Linked DNA regions of Gasterosteus aculeatus: region 1 is linked to region 2. Evidence: chromatin contacts called from public Hi-C data. All regions are on one chromosome and are shown on one strand. The core of a region is the stretch at or near the end of the contact, and the rest is flanking DNA. Distances in the headings are between cores, read along the strand shown.

Region 1 (7,039 bases), core at 250-2,749, 33 kb before region 2:
CGCGCGTCGCCGGGCACCTGGGCTTGTGTCTCTGGGCGTTAACACTTGGGTTTGCAGAGCACTATCAGCGGCGGTATTTATTCAACGGCGCCGAGGAAGGACTGTGAAGCACAAGGCCGAACGGCGAGCAGCAGACGTAGGACGCTGTGCGATGGGGGACGCTACACGTGGGACCTGTGGCTGATGATAAGACTCGTCCACGTCAGGCCTGCACTTACACGGGGATACTTTCTCTCTTCCTTTGTTTTCACAGGCAGCACCGACGGGCTCCACTCATCTCCACCCATTCACCATGTAGAATGTAGCTTGTACAAAGACTTTTAAATTACTACTTTTTGTATCCTTTCCCCATAAGGCTTGATTTTACATTTTTACCAGTTTTGCTAATTATGAATATATAATACAAATATATATATACATGGATAAACAGTAAAGCCCGGATTTTTTTTTCTAACAGCAGAGATTCAATTTTTTTCTTTCTTTTCCCTGTTGGATTTAAAAGGTGTTGCCTGGAAAACAACCGAAGAAATAATACATGTTATTGTCCTATGGCCTTACACACACAAAGCTAATTGTATTGTGATTCTGTTTGAACAAGAGACGGAACCTTGAGGAGGAAAATGATATAAAAAGAAAGAAAAAAAACACACACCAGCCTCTTGTTGGAGTTCTAGTATCCTGAAGGGTTTTCGGAATTATTTTACTAGCACCTTGTGACGTGTTTATGTGTCAGTGATGTAATTTATTAATGTTTGTAGCTTTTTATACTTGTACAATTCTTAAAGAGTTTCTTTGTTCGGTTTTTGAATATATCATCGACTTGTGAATTGACCCCTTTTCGGTTTCTTTGGGATGTGCGTGTCTTTTGGGAACATTTTACACGCTAAAATCTACATCGTCAATTTTTATTTAAATTTCTATCTCCATTCTTTGCTCACCCAATGTCATGATGTTATCACGCCAAACATTTGCAACTTGTATCGTCATTGTGAATATTATACTTTTGAGCAGCTGCGTTCACGCGTCCATCGGCCCGTTTGTTTCGTGTCTCGTGCGTCCGCGTCCCCGCGTGTCACTGGGACTCTTCACGCTTTCGTTTTGTACAATACACGTGTGCTGCTTTGTTGTGGTTTATTTTTCTATGTCCGACCTATTAAAAGAAGCTTCCCCTGTTCCACGGCAGCGACCCGTCGTCTTCCCTCGCTGTTACTCGCAGTACTACTACTAGGGAGTACTAGTAAGTATTTACTGTCCTTTCTGACCCGAATCTATATTTTTCTGTATGTAGACTGATTCTGGTCGAGCTCGCGGCTCAACGTCTTTTCTTTTTTTTTTTTTTTACTGACATGGAAGAATTGGTCAAATATGGAGGAGCGCGCATATTGTTGTTGGATGATTTGACTCTCCGCCTTGTTTACTTTTGCAATACAGTAACTGTGGAAAAGACGCGCGCGCGCTCTGCGTGGTGTGTTCACGGCCGCTGCGCCGCGGCGCAAAGACGCGCGCGCGCTCTGCGTGGTGTGTTCACTGGCGCAAAGACGCGCGCGCGCGCTGCGTCAACGCCATCAACGATAGAAGGGCTCCAAGTAGTCAGACCATTTTTACTCGAGGACACATAATTCATTCTTTTCAATATATATATTTTGAAACACTGGCAAGTTTACTCCACTAGATTCTATAGCTAGTATATTTTAAATATAATATATATATTAATATATTAATTATAATATATAATTATATCAATATTAAATATATATCAATGCATAGAAAAGCAGCGGCAAGTCTACACCACTAGATGGAGTCCAGTAATATTTGAAGCAACGGATGCATGTTTTCAAATCATCGTCATGCTTCGTCTATTAGCTTCCTATAACAATGACAGAAACGGGCTCAGGTTGGTGAACATCAACGAGTTTCAGCACATTTTAAATTGGCGGTGTGATTAAATTGTGGAGGGAAGTGTGGAGTGTGGAGCGTGCACGTTGCCCGCGTGCACGTGTCCTTTCACCTCTGGTGCATCCATGAGTGTGAGAGAGATGCGGGCGTGCGGGCGTTTAAGAGGTCGTGACCCCGCTTCCACCCTGGTTAGCATCAAAGTGAGATGTTATTGTGTGATAATTGTTAACACAAGAACAAGAAGTGAAACAACCACACCATCTGTCCTCTGAGCCGGTTTCCAGTGGTCAACTGGCAGGAAGATAAATCATACGTATCGGGACCGTTATAGAACACAAATTAATTCAGCTAATACCACAGATAAAAGTGGTTAATAAAAAAAAAAAACGATAATTTTTTTAATTAAAGTGGCCAATTTCTACATAAATAAACCCTTATTTACCTTTTTTTCTGTAACATAATATGCACTCAGTAAAGATCGTCCACTGGAGGCATCAAACAAGTCTATTGGAATCAAACCTTGCAGAATGAAGCTAGAAAATAAATCATGCACATGTATGACTATTATCTTGCTTAACATTTTTGTATTGAATTTATCTCAAATTTGTGTAGGATCATTTGTTTACCACTTCAAGATTTTTGATGACTCCAGTTTTCTCTTGTAAATAAGATATTTCTTTTAGCACACATCCACCCCCTTTATTTTATAGAATATGCCAAATGTATTTGAATATAAATATATCTTTTCAATACAAACACATTGGTCCAATTTCAGAATTTCCTTCAAAGAAATGGCATCATTGCAGTTGAATCGAATTGTACTGAATTAGAAATTTGTTCAAATCGGATAATAAGATTGTTTCTGGAAAAAATGAAGAAAACACATCTCTGTAAAAAGTGACATGTCTGGTCCCTGAACGCCTCGTCCTCGGTTCTTTGTCAGTTGTTGGTCCCTCCTAAAGGGCAAGTGGGATCACAATTTAAATGTCAGTGTCTGGAAAACAATGCCTGCTGAGTGTTACGGGCTCACCGCCTCCACGGCCGCGCCGCACCAGCTCAGCGATGGCAGATGTGGACGGGCCGCCCTCGGCTGCTTCGACCCCCCCCACCCCCCACCCCCTGAACCAGAGGGTCCCCGGTGGTCAAGAGAAACGTGCCATGTGAGAGATGTCTTAATTACACAGGAATGTCAGGTTAAGCTTTGCCTTCGCGTGGCCGTGCCCCCCACCTCCTCCCCCCCGTCTCCCCCACTCCTCCCCCCGCGTGCACTCACACTACCCTCTGCTCTGCCTTTCATCCCTCCCATTCCGGCGAGTTCAAGGCTGTCATTAGCAATAATGGCGCGCTGATTCCTCAGAGATCCGCGAGCTGAGGACGGCCTGAACAGGGTCTGGACCCGCGGAGCCGGTGCTCCTCCTTTACGCCCGCGTGTTTCCTTAACCTTCGGTTTATTCATTCGTTTGAAAGCATCATCCAACAAAGCGCAGTGTTGCATTGGTGTAAAACTTGAACGTCCGGTTTCAGGGCAAACACACGGGGGCTGTGTTCTTTAAACCCGCCGTGTTTCCTTAACCTTTGGCAGGCCCGAGGTTTTGGGCCTGGAAAACAACTCGTCCCCCCCCCCCCGTTCATTCTTTGACGCCAGTCATGGAAACAAGCGTCACAATTGAAGTGAGAGCCCACCCAACCGAGAATATCGCCGATGCAAGCGGGGTCGAGCCCCAAGGAACGCTGGTTTCATTCCCTTTCATCAGTCACGATGCAGCAGCACGGGCTAGTTGGCTAATTGAATAAATCCATGGAGCAATAGCACGCTAACGTTCATCAAACGATTAGACGATAAAGACTAGAATGGTGTGCTTATGCATTCATTCAAGTGACATTTGTTTTCACCAAATATCAAACCGTGGAAGTGCATCAAACCAACACTTAAAACTAGCAGATTCTACAAAGGGCAATTCAAAAACTAACATATCCTTGTTTACTGAATTATGTCTTTGCGGTGCTACATTTCTTTAATTTAGGCTGCAGCAAAAATAAGATCTTTTGCTGTCTCATCCAAATCATTGTCATAATCACGTTTCTCTTGTGCATTATACAACGTTTCTCTTCCATCGATGAGAAAATTACTCTTCTCTCTTGATTTATTCCCTCAGTAAATACTGTGAACGTGAGTTTACGGCCTTCAATTCTTCTTCAAGACGGCACGATGATCATTTAGTAAATTATGGGTATGAGGGTCAAATGGAGGCTGAAGCGGGGTCTTCTTTAGGGCGGGGCTACTGTGACGGGCGGGGTCCGCCGACCCATGTCCGCCGTCTCTTCGTCGCTCCTCAGCGTTCCAGATTTGATCATCCATGTTCGTTGGCTACAACGGAACCGACGTGGCAACAGCCGTCATCCAACATGGCAACGGCGAAGCTGTCGAGCTGGAGGTTCGAAAGCAGAAGTCCACAAACCACGTGGTGACGAGACGACGAAAAGTACTATTCGAATAGACAGCCTGTGGACTCAGAAGCCAAATCCAACCCCAATGGAGGGACAATGGAACGCCAGCTAAGCCAGTGATTCTAACTTAGAACAGCGGCAGGAACTGCAATGTCATCGCTTGACTCCTGTGGGATTCGTCAAGATTGTTTTATCATATCTATTACATTGTATTAAACATATGAGGTGGATGGAGGGGCAGCTAAACCGAGGTACATTTAATCAACATTAAGTTTTGTATAACAAAGAAGTACAAAAGGAACATTCATACCGTTCCCCGGTTTTCTTCCTCTTCGCATGTGTTGTGAAATACATATTTTTATAGCTGCAGCACATTAACATCTTTCCACAGAACACTGCTAATGACTTTCATTTTGTTCATTTCCTGTTCTTATTAGCAGACTTCTTGCATATGTTTTCATTTTTACATTATTTGTGTTGTGCGACGCAGCTCCAAGTACTGGACGCATGTACCGCACGCCGTAAATAAATGGGACCATCTCAGGTTTTTTTTTGTTTTTGAGCAAGCGCCTGTCAAAAAAGATGATGCGCGCTTTGTGCCGGAGGTCTGTAAACAGAGGATCCGACCGACAGATGCAAAACATTTAGCTGTGCAACACACAAACGGAAACATCTGTTTGCATAGTTGAGCAGAAAACTCAGGTGTTTAGAGGATCTTTGTATACGAGCGCCAGCTCGAGCGGAATACTCTAGATTGGTAACAGAAAATCTGTCGGCGTAGCAGAAGATTTAGTTCACATCCGTCTCCGACTGTTCAGACATTTTGTGTTTCTAATACTTAGTTGCTCGCTTTAGTTGTGATATTGCCATTTGATTGTAATCTCCAGCTTGTTGATTTGCTTAATTCAGTTTAATTCATGTACTTTTAAATGCCATGTCATCTATTCATGTACATGTCTCAAATGGGGCATCAAAAGTAAATTCAAGGGATTTCTATCAAACTGATTTCACGTCATGTATTACCCCTCCCCTGCTGTTGTTAATGTTAATGTGTTATTATCAATTTTTTATGCTAAATATCACTGCTGTCACAGTGCTGCTGATTTCATTGTGTATGACGTGGAAACAAATCACACTCGGCTGGCACTGGGAGTCTCCCAAGTACAATTACTCTGTTTACATGCGCTAGTAGGGGAGGAAAATTGCTTTTGAAAGCACTACTTAAGGTCATGCCATTGTTGCTGCGCGTAAGCCCGATGTTTACCCAAGTATTTTAAGGCAACTGAAAGCCGCGCCACGCATCAACAAGTGTCTTAAACGGCTGCACAAAGGGCCTGTTTTCAGTCCAGCTGAGGCAAAAAAAAACGCTCACCTAATCCCTCGGCAGAGGCTCCTGTCCCGCCGCCGACAACCAAGCGAGGCCCCTTTTAACGAGGTGCCGAAGCCTTTTGAGCGCGGAGCAAACAAACAAACAATCACCCGCCGCATTTCCTCCACTAGGTTCCCCAAACAACTGCACGCACGACCCATCTGCCCCGGCGCGGCGCGGTCATCTGTGTGTGATTATTGGTTGTGCGGGAAAATTCCGATGACGTGCCGCGCTGGCGAGGCAGCGCTGCCCCTCTCTGAAACGAGCGGCGGCTCATTTTCAAGCCTCTGCCTTTTCTCCGCGGCCAGATTGCCCAGAGAGATTGGCTTTCTCCGGGGCTGTGTAACAGATACCACCTAAATCATTAGGGCTCACTCATTGCCATGTGCCACTCTGCGGCTCGGGTTCCTGTGACCCCCCCCCTCCCCCCCGAGGTCAAGCGGCTGAGAGCTCCCTGACCTCCAGCACTTCCTCCGAATATTAACAGGGTAGTTATGTAGTCAAAAGCCCTGATATAGAACATTGGTTCATTTAGATAATTGCCAATCAGGCGGAGCGGCGAGGAGTGCAGTGATCTCCACAGGATGGCTGGGCCTTTATGTGGCTCGCTGAGGGCATAATGACAGCAAACAGAGGAAGCGTAGGCCTCTCCGGCTGAAATGATGTGGTCACATGCCTGTTGGCTGTAATGCTTTCTTTTAACCCAGCTAAGTTGGGCTCCTGATGGGGGGGGGGGGGGGCAAATCCAACCAGGCTCTATTATGAAGATGAATGCTGTGCAGTTAGCCTGCACACATGATGGAGTTTAAAGGGGCCACCGTGGTGAAAAAGACATTTACCATGAAATCTCTGCATGCGATACAATCCCCCAAAAAATGTAAAACGATTTTTGAAAGAGTGTTTGTGTGAATGATTAGATAGTGACAACGTGGGTCTGCGGGGGCTTTATCAGCGCTGTCCCGTGTGACCCAACCTGGAACACACGCGCCGAAAAATCCCTCACGGGAAGTTGCAGCTAGCCGGTGCCGAGGCCTCTCGGACGTGCACGCCGCGTTTAAAAGAAATTGGCGCTTTTGAAATGGCAAAAAAAAAAAAAAAAAAACGCAATCAGCGCAGCGTCTTTTAATAGTTTGATTGTGGCCATTAGAGGGGAAATCATGTGAAGCCATCCTCTCCCCTTGGACTGCCAGCTGTTCACACACTGCCACGCTATCGGGCCTCTAATCAGCGAAACGCCGCCGTGTGTTTGTGGAGCTGAAATGGAGCGCGGCGGCCGCTCGCGGAGATGGAAGCGGAGGATGGAGAAGTTGTTGGTAGAAGTTATTT
Region 2 (6,951 bases), core at 106-2,605:
CGTCCTAAAGTGGGGCCATTTCCCAAAGTGAAACTATTTTTGAGACCTTGACGTCACTGTATAGAATGACCTGTGACCTCCAGGATAATCACAACCTCATGAAGCTGGTCCCAGAAGAAGGACAAAACTGCGTGCATGTTTGTGGTTAATTAGATCACTTCTAGGAAGTGTTTGTCATGAACTGCAATGGCTGAAACAATTCCCTGAACTAAACGTCATTGTGTTGTTTTTATTCGAATCCACACTCATTTTCTTCTTTGTCTTTGATCTTTGTTTAAAGGTTTTAGAATGACTGATAATTGCAGTAATGTGAGTTAAGCTGTCATAACTTCATCTATGGTGAAAACGTTTCTTATGTTTGTTTGTATTGGTCTAATAATTCATTCCTACATATTTTTTCCAACACTTTAATCCAGAAAATACAATAAAAGGGAAAAATATAAGGTTCATGGAGCAACGTATAATGTAGTAAAAATTTCATTATACTTTCCAAAAAGTTTAAATAGAAATTTGTATATTTTTTAACTTTGTATTAGTCACCAGCCAATCGCAGGGCTAAACCATATTATTGAGAAAATGAACTTCATTATAAGTTTGTCTAACCTGAAGGTTTGTCTCAAATCTGTGTCTTATAACCAATTTACAAAAAGATACAAAATGAATTAACTTGTAATCCACAGCAGTTAAAAAGCGTATGGATTTTAATATCATAGAACTTTTTCCACAGTTCTGGACAAAAGCAGAGAATTGACGTTTTTATATTTTATTTAACATTTGAGTAGAAGCACTTATCAGTTACAGCCCAAACCCATGTTGAAACCGCTTCGTATTGTCAGAGCCCCGTGGACGCGTGAACGATTCTTTAGCTTAGAAAACAACCCTTCAGAGGATCAAGTGGTGCTTTAAAGAAGCTTCTCTAAAGACTCGCTGGTGATTCCCCTGTTTGCACAACGCACAGCGACCTCAGCTACCAACGCTTCACATAACAACACAACTTCAGATAATAACCTACACACTGAATATCTTCTGTTTGCAACGCTAAATGATACCAATCAGCAGTCGGTAGCTCCAACGGCTCTAATGTTTCCTCGCAGTGTTTCGGTGCCGTTCAAAGTAAGTTTCCGCTGCTTGAGTTTCATCTGTTTTCATAATCTCTATCACTTAAGGCCCAGTGCCTGAGCGCGGCCCCTGCCGCCCAGCTGCTCTCAGCCCCCCCGGCCAGGCAGAAAAGCTCTCGGCTATCGGCCACATCTAAATAAGAAGATAAATACGAACACTGAACACATCCGCAATGAGTCACGGAGGGCTTTAATGAGGAATGAAGCTGTTTCAACACAGCGGCACGGCGATAAGAGGTCCGCGCTGGAGGATGTGTCCAAACAGCTCTCTTGGAAGCAACGTGAACAGGGCGTGACGCACTGGCTCAGCTTCGTCCTTTGTTTAAAGCGCTGGGAAGGAGCCTGGGCGTCCTGCGGCAGCCTGAGCTCCAAAACCTGTTCGTAAAAATGTGTACGAAAATCTTGAACATACAAATTCGTGGTGATACATACGGAATAAATGCGGACTGCAACCGATGACGTCACCCTGTTCAAAGTGAACGGGGAGCTGCGCCCTGTAAAATAAACGTGTTATGATTGCATTTTAACGAGAAATCAATGTTAAATTGTAAGAATAGAATACTAACCCTAACCCCCTCAAAAAATCCAACATGGCGGAGAGACGTTCACTCAAGAATCCGCCATGGTCCGCCATGTTGTTCACTCAGGGGGCGTGGTTAACCACCGCCAGTTCCGTAGGAATTTGTATGTTCACGGTTTTCATATACGTTTTTTACAAACAGGTTTTGGAGATCACGTTGTCTGTGGAGACGTGTGTCGAGGTCGCGCTCGTTGGAGGAATTGTTGGCTACGTCGGTTTCTGCAAACCGGGGCGTTCAATGTGGAGCTTTTTGGGTTAAAAAAAACACTTTCATGAATGTGTTTCGTGTCCGTCTCGCATCGAGCTACAGGAACGCTATTGTGAAATAAGTACGGTCACGGCAACACACCGTGGCTTGTGTTATGATATTGTTGGAACGGCACACGTACGACGCCTAACGTTTACTTCTGGACGGGAACAGCTGTCTCCTGGGCCAAAGTCCCGCGTTTGTTTGACCCACTCGCCCCTTTCGAGGCGTCTCCCGCTGGTTAAACTGCGGCGATAGGCGGCTCGGTAGAAGCCGGTCGTGCTTTGACCAATGACCCCCATGACCCCAGGCAACCCGAGGATGTGGGCAGTGAATGGATGTGAATGGCTGGATAGTGGCACCTCGCATGGCCGTCCAAGCAGTGAATGGATGTGAGAAGGGGGGACTGAAACTGTGTTATTGAGGCTCCTTGTACATGCAGAACAAGTTCAAGTCTTTTTGCAATTCAAATCACCAAAGTCTCAGCAACTATCGCTTGGAAGCACAACGCCCCGTGGAAAAAGAAGGCATGCGCATGGCTGATGAAGCTTAGAAAGAAAGTGCATTGCTGGGGCTGCAGATGTAAAGCAGTTGGTGAACTGAAGAGTAATCTTTCATTAAAAAGGAATGGACGCGTGGACGAATCCTTCCGCTCTGCACCACGATAACGTGAGTCATGAAGTTGTTACTTGTCACGTCTTACTTTTGAAAAGCCGGAGAAGGTGGGAATGCCTTTCAGGTTGGATCCCGAAGGGAAAAGGGGGGTTTTGTGCTGTAATTGCTACATAATGAGGGTATTCACTGACCTTCTGCCACATCTTGGCCCTGATTTTTATTATTTGCTCGTCCAACAAAATGCAACGACTCCGTTAAACAGATGGAAAAAAAAACAAGTCTCTCCAGCTCCTGCAGGAATTTGATTTCTCCCCAACAGCTGTCTTGCTTTATACAAGCATGAAGTCAGGGAATCGCTCATCTCAAATCAATCACGCCGGCTGACATTTCCTGCAAACTGTGCTTGCGGAGCCGAGCGGAGGGGAGGGGGGGGGGCGACGGGACACTGGAGGAAACCGACGGGCTGATGTGCTCTTGTTTATGTCCTCTAATGCCTTCTCCCATTAGCTGCGAGACGGAGAGCCGTGATCTGAGCCTCAGGAAATCACCTGACACCTGCGGGACGAGGCTTCACTTTAACACCATCTCCCTTCGGTCTGAGTGCATTGTGATGATGATGGAGCAGTTTGCAAACATGTATTTTTAGTGTTACTTAAGCATTACAACCCTGATGACAAAAAACTCAAATTTAGAGATGTGTTGATACATCATTCATAAATTCAAACATGGAGGAAATGCATTATCTTTTTTGTACCTATTTATGGAGGGATACAAAGAAATATCCTAGTCATCCTCAGTAAAAACTGACCTATTATGTGTCAACCAAATGAAATCAGAATCAGAATGATCCGATTTATGTTCTGGAAATGTTTAAACATTTGCACGTATTTAGAAAGGTTATGGCTCCTTTCCGTTATTGAACATAAAAGTTCACAAATAATGATGATAATTAGTTAAATGTTATAGTCATTATCTCCTCGTCTTGCCTTGAAACAAAAAGAGAGTTTGGACAGTTCTGTTCCTTCAAATGAGAATCTGAGACTGTCTGAGATTGTTAAGTGTATCATTTCATTTTTAAATATTTTTTGAAAGAAGTCATTTGTGTGGCTTGCAAGACTATTTTGGGACTCAATAATATTCACATGCACAGAAGCGTGATGGATGGATCTCCGTCCATTGTGTTAGAAAGCGGTGGCTACTGCCACTAAATGCAAGAAGATATGTTTGTATTGTTTTCTGAAAAGACCCTTTAAACGTCATCATTAGAAAAGGAAAAAAAATAATACAATGTCATAATACTGAGCAAATCGCTCAGATCGCTCATATATATATATATATATATATATATATATATATATATAGAGCCTATATTATATAATTTATCCTTCATTCTTTTTGCATTTTTGCATATATTTGTGGTTCAGCATTCTACACAATTCCCATAGGCCCCCTTCACCGGACACCTGTCCGCTGCCATATATATATATATATATATATAATATATATATTCTATGTTTAGAAGTCTGCCATATATATATATGGCAGCCCAAATGGGTCCTTGTGGCCGATAAAAGCTGACTCTGAAGTCTGAGTCCACATAGGAAGCTGGGTGAGGACCCACTCACGGCACAAGTTGTCGCAGAGAGAGAAACAGTGAGGGCTTTTATTCCCAAAACGTTGCTCCCCGGTTCACTTCCCATCGTCCTCAGAGGGTTGAGGGTTCAGCCCCGTGATGAATGGCCGTCACACTGTGGGGCTATTTATGAAGCGCGGTCTGTGAACGCCTCACGGGTTAATGCGGCTGCAGCCAAATGCAGGCCAATCCATTATCACGCCAAATGGGGAAGTAATCTCCAAATGGATCATGGAATGAGTTTAGTTACAATTCATATTTACCTGATGCCCGTTGCAGTGTTACAAAGACAACTGTTGATGATGAATAGCCGATTTATGGAGAATGTAATCTGATAGCAGCTTGATGCGTTCAGGGTCTCGTTAGTCTCAGTTCAAGGACGTGTGCATGAAAATGCATGCGTTATGTTGGTGAAAACGAAATGAAAAGTGAGTTTAAAAATATATATACATATACATATATATGTATACCATGTCACTTCATACCCATTCACATTTAAGCTTACTGTTTTTGTCAGAAATGTTGGCCTCTATCTCGCTGGTAGAAACGCACACGCCACGTGGTTGTGGTTAACTTCAGGTCTGGGGCAAGAATAGTGATGAAACTTGAAGTTGGATTGAAGTTAGAAGAAACATAACAGTCCTAACAACGTAACTACCATAAATAAACATCAATCAATGTTAACATTAACAAACGTAAAGTTAACATTATTACAGCACTTAACTATCATACCAACTAACGATCAATAACGTCACAGGTATCACTTGCTCTGCGTGTTTCTTTATTTTTTTTTTAGATATCTGTCTTTAGCTTTTCCGTCTACACCGAAAACACTGCACCTATTTCTCCTATTTCCATTCGTTTCATTTTTTATCTTTGAAAACGTGTTGTTTGTAAGTAGTCTCTAGTCTAGTAGTCTAATAATAACGGTAATGATTGGCTCTATTCCGGATTACTTCTCCCAGCGGCCCATTGAACGCCGGTAACCGGAACCGTGGCAGTAATCATCGGGCCCGTTGTCGGGACGAGCAGCCGAGGCCTCTGCGCGCAGTCGGCTTCGGTTCTAATTGCGATCATGCGGCCGCATGTGCAGTTTGGCGCACGGGTTCGATTAATCAGGGGCGGAGGTGGTGGAGCCCACCTACTACACCACCAGACCCCCCCTGGGGGGCCTGGGACCCTGACTAAGCAGCGGACCCCTTTGACTCCACGAACACCCGCTCCTCTAATAAATCGGGGTCAACCTCTCATTGCTCGGAGTGCCATACGCCCCCCCCCCCCCCCCCCCCCCCGCCCCCTTTAATGATTAAATTGGCTGTCGGGGAATCTGCGTATTCCTGGCGGCTGACTCTTTCCTCCTGATTGCAATTTATGTCGGAAGTCGTTTGCTCCGAAGCCCGGGAGGGAGGATGCGCGCGCGTGGACAGAGCCGCCGCCGTGCTCGCGCAGAGGCCTCCTCGCGCACTCCCCGAGGACCGCTTACACAACGGAGGACGCGGTGACGGACGCGTTGCTAGGACTTCTAAACGAAAACACCTCGTTACAAAAAGAGAGACGGTGACGAAAAAAAAACGTGAAAAAATGAGGCTTTTCAGATGATTAGCAGGAATTTTAAGGTTCTGAATTGTATGATTTTGCGGATTGAAAATGAATATGAATTCATTAAGCCTCGGAGGCCTTCAACTGCATGTGACTAATATATATGTATATTCATATGAAGGGTGGGTGTGTTGCGTTAATAGATGATGACAGTGAAGTGCAGACACCGCTTGTAACTCGCGTGCACGTGTGCAGATGTTTTGAATGGGATTCAGGATTCAGTTGATTCATTGTCGGCATTTTCTAAAAGGCACGTTTTGATTTAGACGGGTACGATTTGTTTTGGAGGTTTGCAGCACTTTCCATAAGTGCCGACGTTTCCCGCACTATATGGTCCTTAGTCACAGATATTTATGCTTCTGGTCCCGCGTGCTGCCGAGTCAAGGACGACGCCTCCGGCCGCCACCCAAAAGTCTGACAGTACTTAAAAACAATTTAAGACTAAAGCGCTCGAAGACAAAAAATGCATGCAGACTAAAAACGCTAAAGCATGACGACAATTAAAGTCCGTTGTTTCCAGAGTTTGGGTGTTAAAAATAGTACTGAGTTGCACTGAATTATTTGAGAGATTTCAAAACGTCCTTAAAACAAGATGCGTTGTTTTCAAATCCCTTCAGTCATCGGCGACTCTTGATCATCACCGATCTCAGTATAAAACATCGAAATATGAGGTGAGAAATTCCAACAGAAAAGATATTGCTGGTTGACATATTTGGCCATGTGCCCGTACATTTAACTATCCGTGTCAGATTATTTACTGATTATTAGTTTATTTTTATTTCCGGTGTATGATTGCTATTACAAGCTATAGCACAGTAGCAGTAAACCGTGACATAGTGGAAGTTGTACTTATTGTGGTTTTTGACAGCGGGGTTATGATGTCATAATAACAACCTGCACATCGGAGCGCGTGTTCCGCTTCCACATGAAATGATTATGGAACCAAGTGCCGTCCATGTTCACACTAAAGCGAAACCTTATTGGCGCAGTAAAGAGCACGCGAGTATAAGACCGTTCAGGGAAAAGGCCGCGTGCTGCCAGACTGATATGAGGTCACGTGACATTTCCACTTGTTTTCATGTTTCAGACGCACAGATGTGCGCTTGTTTCTTACCAAATAGCACTTTATGTCTCCTCTGATTAGAACTGAGCGACTCAG

The links. Hi-C and Micro-C count contacts between places; a contact is called where the count stands out from the background.
Region 1: a Hi-C map of tail fin shows a contact between it and region 2, with 1.7 times the contacts expected there. The contact joins two enhancer-like sites. A contact is called at or near these places in 2 of 6 Hi-C or Micro-C datasets (skeletal muscle and tail fin).

Annotation. Positions count from the first base shown.
Region 1 is chr17:19,085,856-19,092,894 of fGasAcu3.hap1.1, reverse strand. It overlaps phf2 (PHD finger protein 2), which reads left to right. Exons shown (of 22, transcript XM_078092246.1): 22 at 1-1,174. Among protein-coding and RNA genes, the nearest start is that of LOC144388889, 12 kb to the right of the region's middle. Within about 2 kb of position 1,499, at least 3 of the 9 cell types and tissues checked have open chromatin away from gene starts, as enhancers often do.
Region 2 is chr17:19,052,990-19,059,940 of fGasAcu3.hap1.1, reverse strand. No RefSeq gene overlaps it. Among protein-coding and RNA genes, the nearest start is that of barx1, 8.2 kb to the right of the region's middle. Within about 2 kb of position 1,355, at least 3 of the 9 cell types and tissues checked have open chromatin away from gene starts, as enhancers often do.